Regions from separate parts of the Gossypium raimondii genome. Here region 1 is linked to region 2. The links are chromatin contacts, called in public Hi-C maps. All regions are on one chromosome and are shown on one strand. Each heading gives the region's core, a stretch centred on a gene start, on an enhancer-like site or on the middle of the called end of the contact. The rest is flanking DNA. Distances are from core to core; before and after follow the strand shown.

Region 1 (5,142 bases), core at 2,551-5,050, 200 kb before region 2:
ACATGCAATAATATGTTTATAGCATCAAATTTAAAAAATAGCTATCATCGATTAGAAATAAAATTTTAAATTTCTAAAATTATAAAGATATTAAAGTATATGGACTAAATCCATAATTTAACATAATAATACCATTGCAGGTAGCAATGGCAGGAAGGGATGTTTATAAATGAAATAGCCATGTGTACGATCCCTTTGAAAAACCAACATATGTATGGTACTGCATGCGGGATTGGTGATGATGGATGATGGCATGGTCAAAATTGCCAACTTAATTAATAATGCTGGTGATGTGGTTACCTTGTCTATTTTCCGATTTAATGCCTCAAACGAGCCACAACATTTGTTTTGCGTCTTAACCTTCATTTTTTTCCATTTTCAATCTGGTGGTTGGTAATCAGTTGGTTTACAATTGACAATTGCTATTAAGATTCCCTTTTTCTTTTCTTTTAAAAATGGGCTGAAAATTTTGCAATTCCATTGACTGAAATTACAACTCGGTAAGCTACATTTTACCTGATTTTTTTACTTAATTTTAGGGTATGACATATGAATCAATTACCAATCATGGCATGCCCACACATACATTATGGCGTTATGAGAAAGACAATGCTAAGGTGAATGAAGGACCATGTGGCATTGCACAAATATGATGTTTATTATTTATTTCGAAACCCCACAATATTTCAAACCAAATATATTAAAAACTCTACAAAATGTACTTAAATATTCTTGAGATAGGTGAGTCATGTTAGTGAAATTCGATGCATTCATAAATGGTATTTGAAATATTGGGAAGTTAAGTTTAGATATTTAAAGAGATGCCAGTAGAGTAGGAGACTGCATCGCTAAGACAAATGGTGGTATAATGAACCAATTGATTATCTTTAAGGGACCTCTTAGATATAAAAGAGATTTTTTAGAGGATGACATTCGACAATCATTACTGGTTACAGATAAATTATATTAATTTCAAAGCTTTCTATTTATCAATATATATATTCTTGAGATACTAAAATAAAGATGAACAATGAGATCGATTATAAATTGTAATTTCTTCAAAGGGATTATGATATTTTGACTAAAAGGATAGCCATTATGCACATCTTAATTCAATTGCCACTTTAAAAACAAAAAGTGGATTCAACATCAAATTTTATGCAAAAAAGCAAAAAATAGTTCACTCTTAACATTATGTTGTCTCTTGCTAAACCTTCATCTTTTATTATATGGTGAGAGAGTGAGGTGTCCACATTTCCTTTTTAAAATGTGAACACAATTCTCCAAGAATGAAGCTACAAGTGTAAAACAGATCATGTCAGCTCTCACATCAATATTCCCAACTTCAAATTCTAGTCAATATAAAAATAAAACCCAACCAAAAAAATATATCAAAGAATATGTGGGAAATGGAGAGGCTATACACATTTCTGAATGTTTGATCACTTCCAAAATAACATAGAAAGTAACGTTTATACAGTGAAATTGATTAATCAAAATAATTAATTTATCTTTTAATATTTATTAATTTAAATTTTACTGTTATTTTAAATAAAAATATTGTTTACAACATTAAATTTTTAGTAATTTTGACGTTACAATTTACATGATAATTTATGTGTACTATTAATATGATATTGTTTATTTTATATATCATGCCAACAAATAATTATAAAAATATAAAATATATATTGTATTAACATGTTTTAAAAATTAATATTTTAATAAATATTTCCATTAAACAACTCTTTTTAAAAGGTTGAAGCTAAATTTAGTTAAATAATAATAAAGATAAAATTAACAAAAGATGTAAAAATTAAAGAATATTAAATTTATAAGATTAAAGCAATCTTCTTTTATGAAATAAATATCATGGCGTCGATCAAAGTAATATTCTCTATTTTCCTTTTAAAAACAATCTATGATTAATATTTTATTATTTAATTATAAAATAAAATTTAATTAATTGTTATTAACAGCATTAAATAATAAATATTAGAGACAGCTAAACACGTTTCGTTTAAAAGCCCCGTGTGCCCCAAAAATCTATGGTGGTCCATATGATGAATGGAATAATTTATAATAATATAATATAGCTTGATGAGAATATCATTTATGTCTTTTATCATACTACTAAATTTATATTTAAAATATTTATAATTTTATTTAAAATTATTAATTATAATTTTATTTAAAAGTAAATTATGATAAATTTATTAAGTCTAAGAGTTATTATCAATAAGTTAAAATAATTAATAATAATGGTTAAAATATTATTTTAAAAATTCTAAATTATTTTTAATTTTATAAGTAAACTTTTTTATTTCCATATTTATTAACATAATAAAATAAAGTTATAACTTGAATAGAAATTTAAGTATATATAAACAAGTTGATTTTGTCTTATAATTATTACTTATTTAATTTTAGAGTTATATATATATATATATATATTGAATTTGAATTTGAATCAATAAATAACATTCATTACTAGCATCAGCATCTCAAAATTAAATATTCAAACAACAATGACACGAAGATAAATATGTAAGATTATTTTAATTAACTTTTTTTATAATTTGTTTATTATGTGCGAAACAAATACTTTTTATATTTTCTTTTTATTATACATGAAATTGTAAACATATGTGATAGATTTTTTTAAAAAATGTAAAAGGATTTACCATATAAGATCTCAATAAATTTTTAATCACTATCATTAAATGTGTTTATTAGTTTAATGTAAATAGATTTCATATCCAATCAATTTAATGTAAATATCTTTCGTACTTATGATGAACAATTATTATAATAAATGTATGTTATTTTACTTTTTTAATTTTAATTTAATATTACAATTTACTTTCTACTACATTATTTTCAATTTTTATTTATAAAAATATTAATTTATATATTATGTATTATTTATTTTAATTTATAAAAAATCATATAGGATTGAAAAAGAGTAGAATAGAAATGGCAAAGGTTTTGGTATGTCTGTGGCCTTTTCTTGTTTGTTGGTTTTGGCTTTTGTACAAAAATAAGAATCTCTTAATAATATTTTAATGGGTATGAAGTGGACTCTCTTAAGCATAATATATAATGGAGTACACCCTGTGGTGGTTTAACAAATTTAATCAGCACATGCTTTCCTTTTTTTTGTCTTTACATATATATATATTTCTTTTTCTACAAATATTTTTTAAAGAGGTAAACAATTGATTAAGTAAATATTTGTTGGTGATGTGTAATGTTATAAAGGGTAGGGCAGTTAGGTTGGGCAAATTTTAATGTATTCAAATAAATTTGAAAAATGTCACAAGATTATTGCAAAAGTCAAAAACTTAAAATGCATTTGATCAACTTTGAAAGCATTTATTAACGTTGATTGTGCAGAGTCTATTTTTCAAAAAGAGAAACATTCTCTGTTCATTTTGTTAAAAGGGCAAAGGAGTCGTATTAAAGAAATTTACCAACATAGGAATTAGAAGACCCATAAATTATTATTATTATTCATCAAAATCAAACTAAATCATCCAACAAATATTTTGGAGTAAAATAGGATAACTTGCTCAAGAATAAAAATAATGCCCAAAAGCAAAGCAAAACAACTGACTCAGCAAAAAGCATCCTTTAATCAACTTATAATAAAAGGAAAATTAATATGAAAAAGCAACTTCAGGCTTCACAGCTTCACCTTCAAGTTTAATTAGAAGGGTATTTCGGTAAAAATAAAAAAAGATACAGACAATATAAAGGGACCTACCAAGTTATATAAAACATAAATAAATCATATTTTTTCCCTAACCGTAAGGTTAGCCTCATGTAGTACATTGCATCAACCTCTTACTATTGCAATTAACTCTCTTTTATCTTCCCCTCTCTCTCTCTCTCACACACACATTCAAAAACGTTCTTAAGAATATTGAACCCCCAAAGAAACACAGAGAAGGAAAAATAAAAATAAAAATACATAATGTTTTGTTTCAGATCAAACCCTTATGCATTGTTTTTTCTTTTCTTTTTTTCTTTGTTTCTTTTTGGACATGAAACAGGTTCTCAAGCTTTAAATGTCCAGACTTTGAATATTTCAGGTACTGATTATTATTATTTCAATGAAAGTTTTTGGTTTTTATTTCTGGGTTTTTTTTTTGAAATCAATTTTTTCTATAGGGTATTGTAAAAGTTTTGTGTTTGGGGAGAGAGAGCAGAGTGAAGTGTTAGCATGGAGGAAGACAGAAAGGAGGAACCTTGCAGAGGGAAGTGAAGGAGACAACAACTCGTCTTTGATTTTGGCTGAAAAAAGGACTTACAGGAGAGACCCTCTTAATGACTTTCACAAGTACACTGGTGGCTGGAATATCAGCAATGAACACTACTGGGCTGTCAGTTTCTTCCCTTGTTCACTTTTTTTGATAAATTGATGCATGCAGCCTGGAATCATGAATTTTATATGTTGTTGGCTGGTTTGCTTGTGTTTGGTGTATGCAGGCCTTTAATTTCCATAGTTTTATCTGATATTCGTATGATTTTTCCTAGAAATTTCATACCTTTATGTGTTTGTAATTGGTTTTGATGCTTATTAAGAACACTTTATTCTCTGTAATCCTGTTTTTCCCTTAGGTTCTTCCCTGATCATTGATTCGGTTCTGTTTTCTTTTTTCTGTTATGTCAATCTCAATGAATCAAATTATCTTGCCAGTCGCTGGTACTTAGAAAACTTATAAAGTTTTCATGTCTGATAATGCAGTCTGTGGGTTTTACGGCGGCTCCTTTCTTTGTCATTGCTGCAGTCTGGTTTGTGATATTCGCACTATGCTTGTTCATCATATGCATCCGTCATTGCTGCTGTCAACTAAATTCTTATGGCTACTCTCGGACAGCTTATGCGCTATCCCTTATTTTCCTCATTCTCTTCACCATTGCTGCAATGTACCAACACTCTTTTCGTGCTGAATTTTTGAGATATGTATGTTTTGAGTAACCGTAAAATTGCTCACTCCATATATAACTTCATATTACAGTGCCGGGTGTGTCGTGCTGTACACTGGTCAGGGAAAATTTCATGGCAGTACAACAGACACACTGGATTATGCGGTTAGTAAGGCAGATCTCACTGCTGAAAACCTCAGGAATGTGTCA
Region 2 (4,967 bases), core at 661-3,160:
CTAATAGCTCCTTCAACTTGGATTGTAATATGGACTCATAAAGGAACTACCGAAGGCAAATGCAATAAAACTCCAAATCCCAACTGTTCTACAACTTTTCAACAGGCTTTTGATCAGCTTTTGCCAAGTTCTATCAAAACTCTGGATCCTTGCAAAACAAGCAAACGTGTAGCCTTTAACCACGCTTTTTATATGTGCCAGTAGGCTGTGGCCCCTTTGTTTAAATGAACAGACAGAAAGTTATATTTGTATTTATAGACAAGAATTTAAAGAATGTAGATGCCGAGAGTTACCAACATTTAGTTAAATTGAATAAGAGAGGTTGGTAATGATCGCAACTTTTGAGACACTTGCAGGCAGATGAAATATAACACTATTGTTTTACAGAGCAGCTAAATCAAACTTGTTTGCTACTTGTGAAGCAGCTAGTTAATGTCTGCACCTCAAAACTTTACTTTCAAGCAACATAGAACAGCGTTCTTACACTACTGAAAATATGGAAATCACCTAGAAGAATCTGGTTCCTTGTATTACTGCTCATTTTCATACCATTGCTCAGGATATCAGCAAATGAAACTAAGAATAGTTGGTTCAGGAACTTGTTCCCAAACAGTTGCAAACTCAGAAATTAGAAGAAAGCTCACAGCACACAATCTATGGTTTATTTTTCTTTTTTCATTACAAGGACATGAAGGTTGCCAAAATGAAGGATTTTACAACTCAAAAACATCCTACCAAACCATAAATTTCGAAAATTTAGCTGAAATGAACTCAAAATGAGTATAAAACTATGAGATGCGTGTTGATGATAAATAAAACCGTCCAACACGACTTTAGTATACTAATTTTGGGACACCCTAACCTTATATCAGAATCAGGTTCAGATGCAAAGGCATATAGGGAAGCCCCTCTGAGTGGAAGGAAACATCTGAATGACATGTATCTTACCTTTCCACTGAAAACTATGAAAGACATGTGGTGAAGTCAAGTGGGTTTCATGTCCTGAAACATTGCAGCCCATAATGTCTGATCACCATAGTCCCTGCCTGTCTTTTCCTTGTAGTAGTCACCATGAATCTTTGGGCTTGGAGGTCTTACATAAGTAAGAGGTGCTGATAGTTTTGGGCTCCTATTTGTTGTGAGAATCAACCTCTCTTGTGCAATTGCAATATCAATAGGACCAGATGTCACAGGGCTCTTATAGTTGAACACCAGATTCTCCTGCATTTTTCTGTCTAGTGGCCCTGACAATTTTAGGCTCCTAGGAGGGGCAAGCAACTTCTCTTGTACTCTACAATCCAGGGGGCCAGATTTTGCTATCTTCCTGGTTCTCCGCACTGGCTGCTCAATGTTCACCTCCTTCTCACTGTTGCACTTCCTTGTCAATCCTCCTCTCCACTGATCTCGATAACGACCCGGCTCCGGCAGCCGCTTAATCGAGTTATTCTCATGGTGAACCAACTTGTTAACATACTTGTTAAAGCTCTTTCTGGTTTTGTTGATTGCCAAAATGAGCTTGGACAGGCTATTAGGGGTTTCTCCAACTTCCTTCCTAGCAAGCTTGAGAATCTCAAGCCTATGCTTGGCAACTGATATGCCCATGCTCTGAAGAAACTCATGATTGAAGTAGGCTAAATCCTCTTTTTGAAGCTCATTACGGGAGAAGGCAAGTCCATAGTCATAGATAAGTGAGGGCTCAAGGGCAGTTTTTGACAACCAAGAGTACCAATCCATGGCAATGGAGCTTGGCTTATGCCATAGGACGCTGAAAAGATTGGAGGTTTGCGGTGTTGTAATGGTTTCACGTGGGTGGTCCAACCCTCCAAGGGGGTATATATAAAAAAGAGATAAGAAAGGTGAAAGACTAAATAAATGTGGTGGGTGTATAGGGATTGTGAACTCTCTCTCTCTCTCTCTGGTTGCTCTAATAGAAATTTGAGAATGACACCAAATGAAATAGTGAAATATAAATGTCTTTAGGAACTTACCCACCTTGTTTTTTTATTTTTGTTTTTTTATTGTAGGGTTCCTTTGGGCATTACAATAAACTTTTTCTCCTTTTTCTAGGTCTGGATTACAGGTGCATATTGGCGTTAAGCTTAAGGCGCTGGCAAAAAGGACTTAATGATGTAGGCTAGGCTGACCTTTTTCCCATAAACATGATAGGGAATGGTTGCTTAAATATGGCCCATAACTTTCAACCAACAGCCTCTTTATCTCAGAATTTAATCTTTGCTATGCCTACCTAATTTGCCTGTTTCAGTTAACACACTGATTCATTTGGAAGAACCGTACGTTCACAAAAATTTTAGATTTCTTGTGATGAAATTTTAGTTCGACGCTATTAAAAGATGTAACTGTGATTTATTGATATTTGGTCACTGTTATGAGCAATGGTTAGTGTAGAGCTTAAAAGCTACAAGGACCAACAAAAATGGTGACATTGAAGGTTATTTAATTCAATAACCTACCCAAAAATGATGAGCCAATCATCAACAGTTAAAAATCATATATATTGTATCTGGGATCTGTGGGAAAACATGTTTTTAGTGAGCAGGTATGTATGAATTTCGGTGAAAAGGACCTAAAATTCAGAGAGAGGTTTGAAAAAGGATATCCTTAAGCATATGAAACACAACAGCTTTAACCCGAATATAGGAATATACACTTAACATGAATATAGTCAATTTATAACTTAATGCATGCTGAACGCAATTATTAGTATTTTGGTTGAATTAATCAAATTTGGGTAGTGGACCGAATAAAGCATTTCAAAATAATAAAGAGGCAGGTAAGAAAGCAGTATTTATGGAGGAGAAATGCAAGGTTGGGTAAAGCGTATCAGATTTTATGTCTCCATCTGTTTCTTTTAGACTGCTTTGGGGTGCACTGAATTTAAATTATAAAAAGTTCTAATTCACTTTTTTTTTCTTTTTTTTATGAAACAAGGTTTTTAAATTCTGATTAATAGTCCAACTTGTTATACCATTAATTTTTAATTTAATTGGTTTGCCTAATATAATTGAATAAATTATTTAAAAATTTATAATTTTTAAAAATAAAACATATTGATTCAACTCTTTATTTTGAATTGATTGATTTCTAATCCAATCCACTTGACTAATCGGTCTTTTTAAAAACAATATATAGATATTAAAATTGCCTTAAGATTCAACGAAGTTAATGCTGTATCATTTCTTTAATGAGATCTTTAGGTATCATTGTTCCAATTTGGAATTGAATCAAACAAAATTTTCCCAACACTAATTTTTTTCAACTCCAACCTCAAACTTTAGAATTCAATCAAGCAGACACTGGTGTTAGCGCTCTTCATTTGCCTCTGTCCTTTTCTGGAAAAGAAAAGAGTTTGTGCGGACTGCTGAAAGAAGGAAAAAAGAAAAAGAAAAATCACCAATTTCATTTAAATATAGCATTTATGTTTTCCTTTTTTGACACCATTATCAAGAAAAATCTTCACTTTTTTTCCCGCGTTTCTTAATTAGCATATGTATCAATTGTTAATTGAAAGGTAGATAGTGAAACATATAAAACGATAATAATTTGCGATAATTTAATTTTGCAAAATTACTTGTGCTATTGGAGGAGCCGAAAGCATTGTACAATGACATTATATAATATAGTTTCATCAAAATAAAGAAACTAAAGGGTTGCCATTCAGCAAATTAACTCTCAATTTTGGAATTGATAGTCCCTAGAAAAAGCAAAAGCTTTGTCCATGCTGCATTATTTAATTTATTTATATATTGATTTGATTTAGAATATTGAAATTTCAGAAGTCAATATGTTGAGGATTTAGATATACCTAACATGATCTTAGCAAACTATAGACCTGACCTATTTTCTTTATAAAAGATAATGAGGTATATCTAACCCATTTATGGTTTAATGTTACCTTTGAATTTACTTATTTTTTATACGGAGTATAATAAGGTTGGTTCATTTAAGAAGGTCGAGAGTTGGAATAATGACAAGAGGACAGAATGATTAAGGAGACAATTACTCAGAGTGACCTTAAGAGTGCTAGGGCATCGATCCCTTCTCCATATTTCTTCAGGGTATTTAAAGGAGAGGTTGTAACACCCCTTGTAACGATCTGATAGTCAGGGGTGTCGGAAGTGCATTCTCGGGACTCCAATCCCGTAAATTGGACTCGTAAATATTTATGAAAAATATTTACGAAATTAGTTATATAGTTAATTAGGTTTTGGTTAAGTGAATTTGTATGAATTAAGAGTTATTAAGTATAAGGACCAAATTGCGTATAGGGTGAAAGTTGAATTATAGATTAAAAATTAATTAAGGGATTTAAATAGCAAATATACATTTAATCTTAGTAGTGGACGGCATTAATGGTTCATATTGTTTATTTTATATGTTAATCTAATATATATATATATGTATTATAAATATGTTTTCATTAAATTAATCTTTATATATGTATTAAAGTAACTTAATAATAATAGTTATTATAATAAAATAAAGTATAATAAAACAAATAGGTAATAAAAGAAATAGAAAGCCATGCAAACTAAGAAAGAAAAAGAAAGAAAAGAAAGAAAGGGAGAAAGGAGAGAACGCAGGTACTTCTATGTTTTCAAACTTCAATTGGTTAGTCAATTTAGTCTCATTTTTTTATAATTTTTATATTTTTGGAATTCCGGTACCTAGGGCCACCCGACCATGTTGAAATTTTAGCAATTGTTAAGATTTTAAATATTGTTAATGTTGGATAGTTTTAGTATTAGGGATTAAATTGATAGATTTTTAAGCTAGAAATGAAAAGGATTAAATTGTAGAACAAATAGTAAATTTTGAGTAATAGGGACTAAATTGTGAAAAATTAAAATTTAGGGTTTAATTGAAAATAGGAGTTAATTTAGTTAAGTAAAATTTTATGAAAATATAGAATTAAATGTGAAGAATAAAAATTAGTCTTGGTTTAGGGA

Evidence for each region. Hi-C and Micro-C count contacts between places; a contact is called where the count stands out from the background.
Region 1: a Hi-C map of leaf shows a contact between it and region 2, with 3 times the contacts expected there. The contact joins the promoter of LOC105791062 here to the promoter of LOC105791056 in region 2. A contact is called at or near these places in 2 of 2 Hi-C or Micro-C datasets (both in leaf).

Annotation. Positions count from the first base shown.
Region 1 is chr8:23,481,916-23,487,057 of ASM2569854v1, reverse strand. LOC105791062 reads left to right here and starts at 3,800. Exons shown (of 9, transcript XM_012618940.2): 1 at 3,800-4,094; 2 at 4,174-4,385; 3 at 4,751-4,932; 4 at 5,025-5,142. The coding sequence starts at 3,977.
Region 2 is chr8:23,284,124-23,289,090 of ASM2569854v1, reverse strand. It overlaps LOC105791056, which reads right to left and starts at 1,910. Exons shown (of 1, transcript XM_012618935.2): 1 at 629-1,910. The coding sequence starts at 1,734. The coding sequence ends at 985.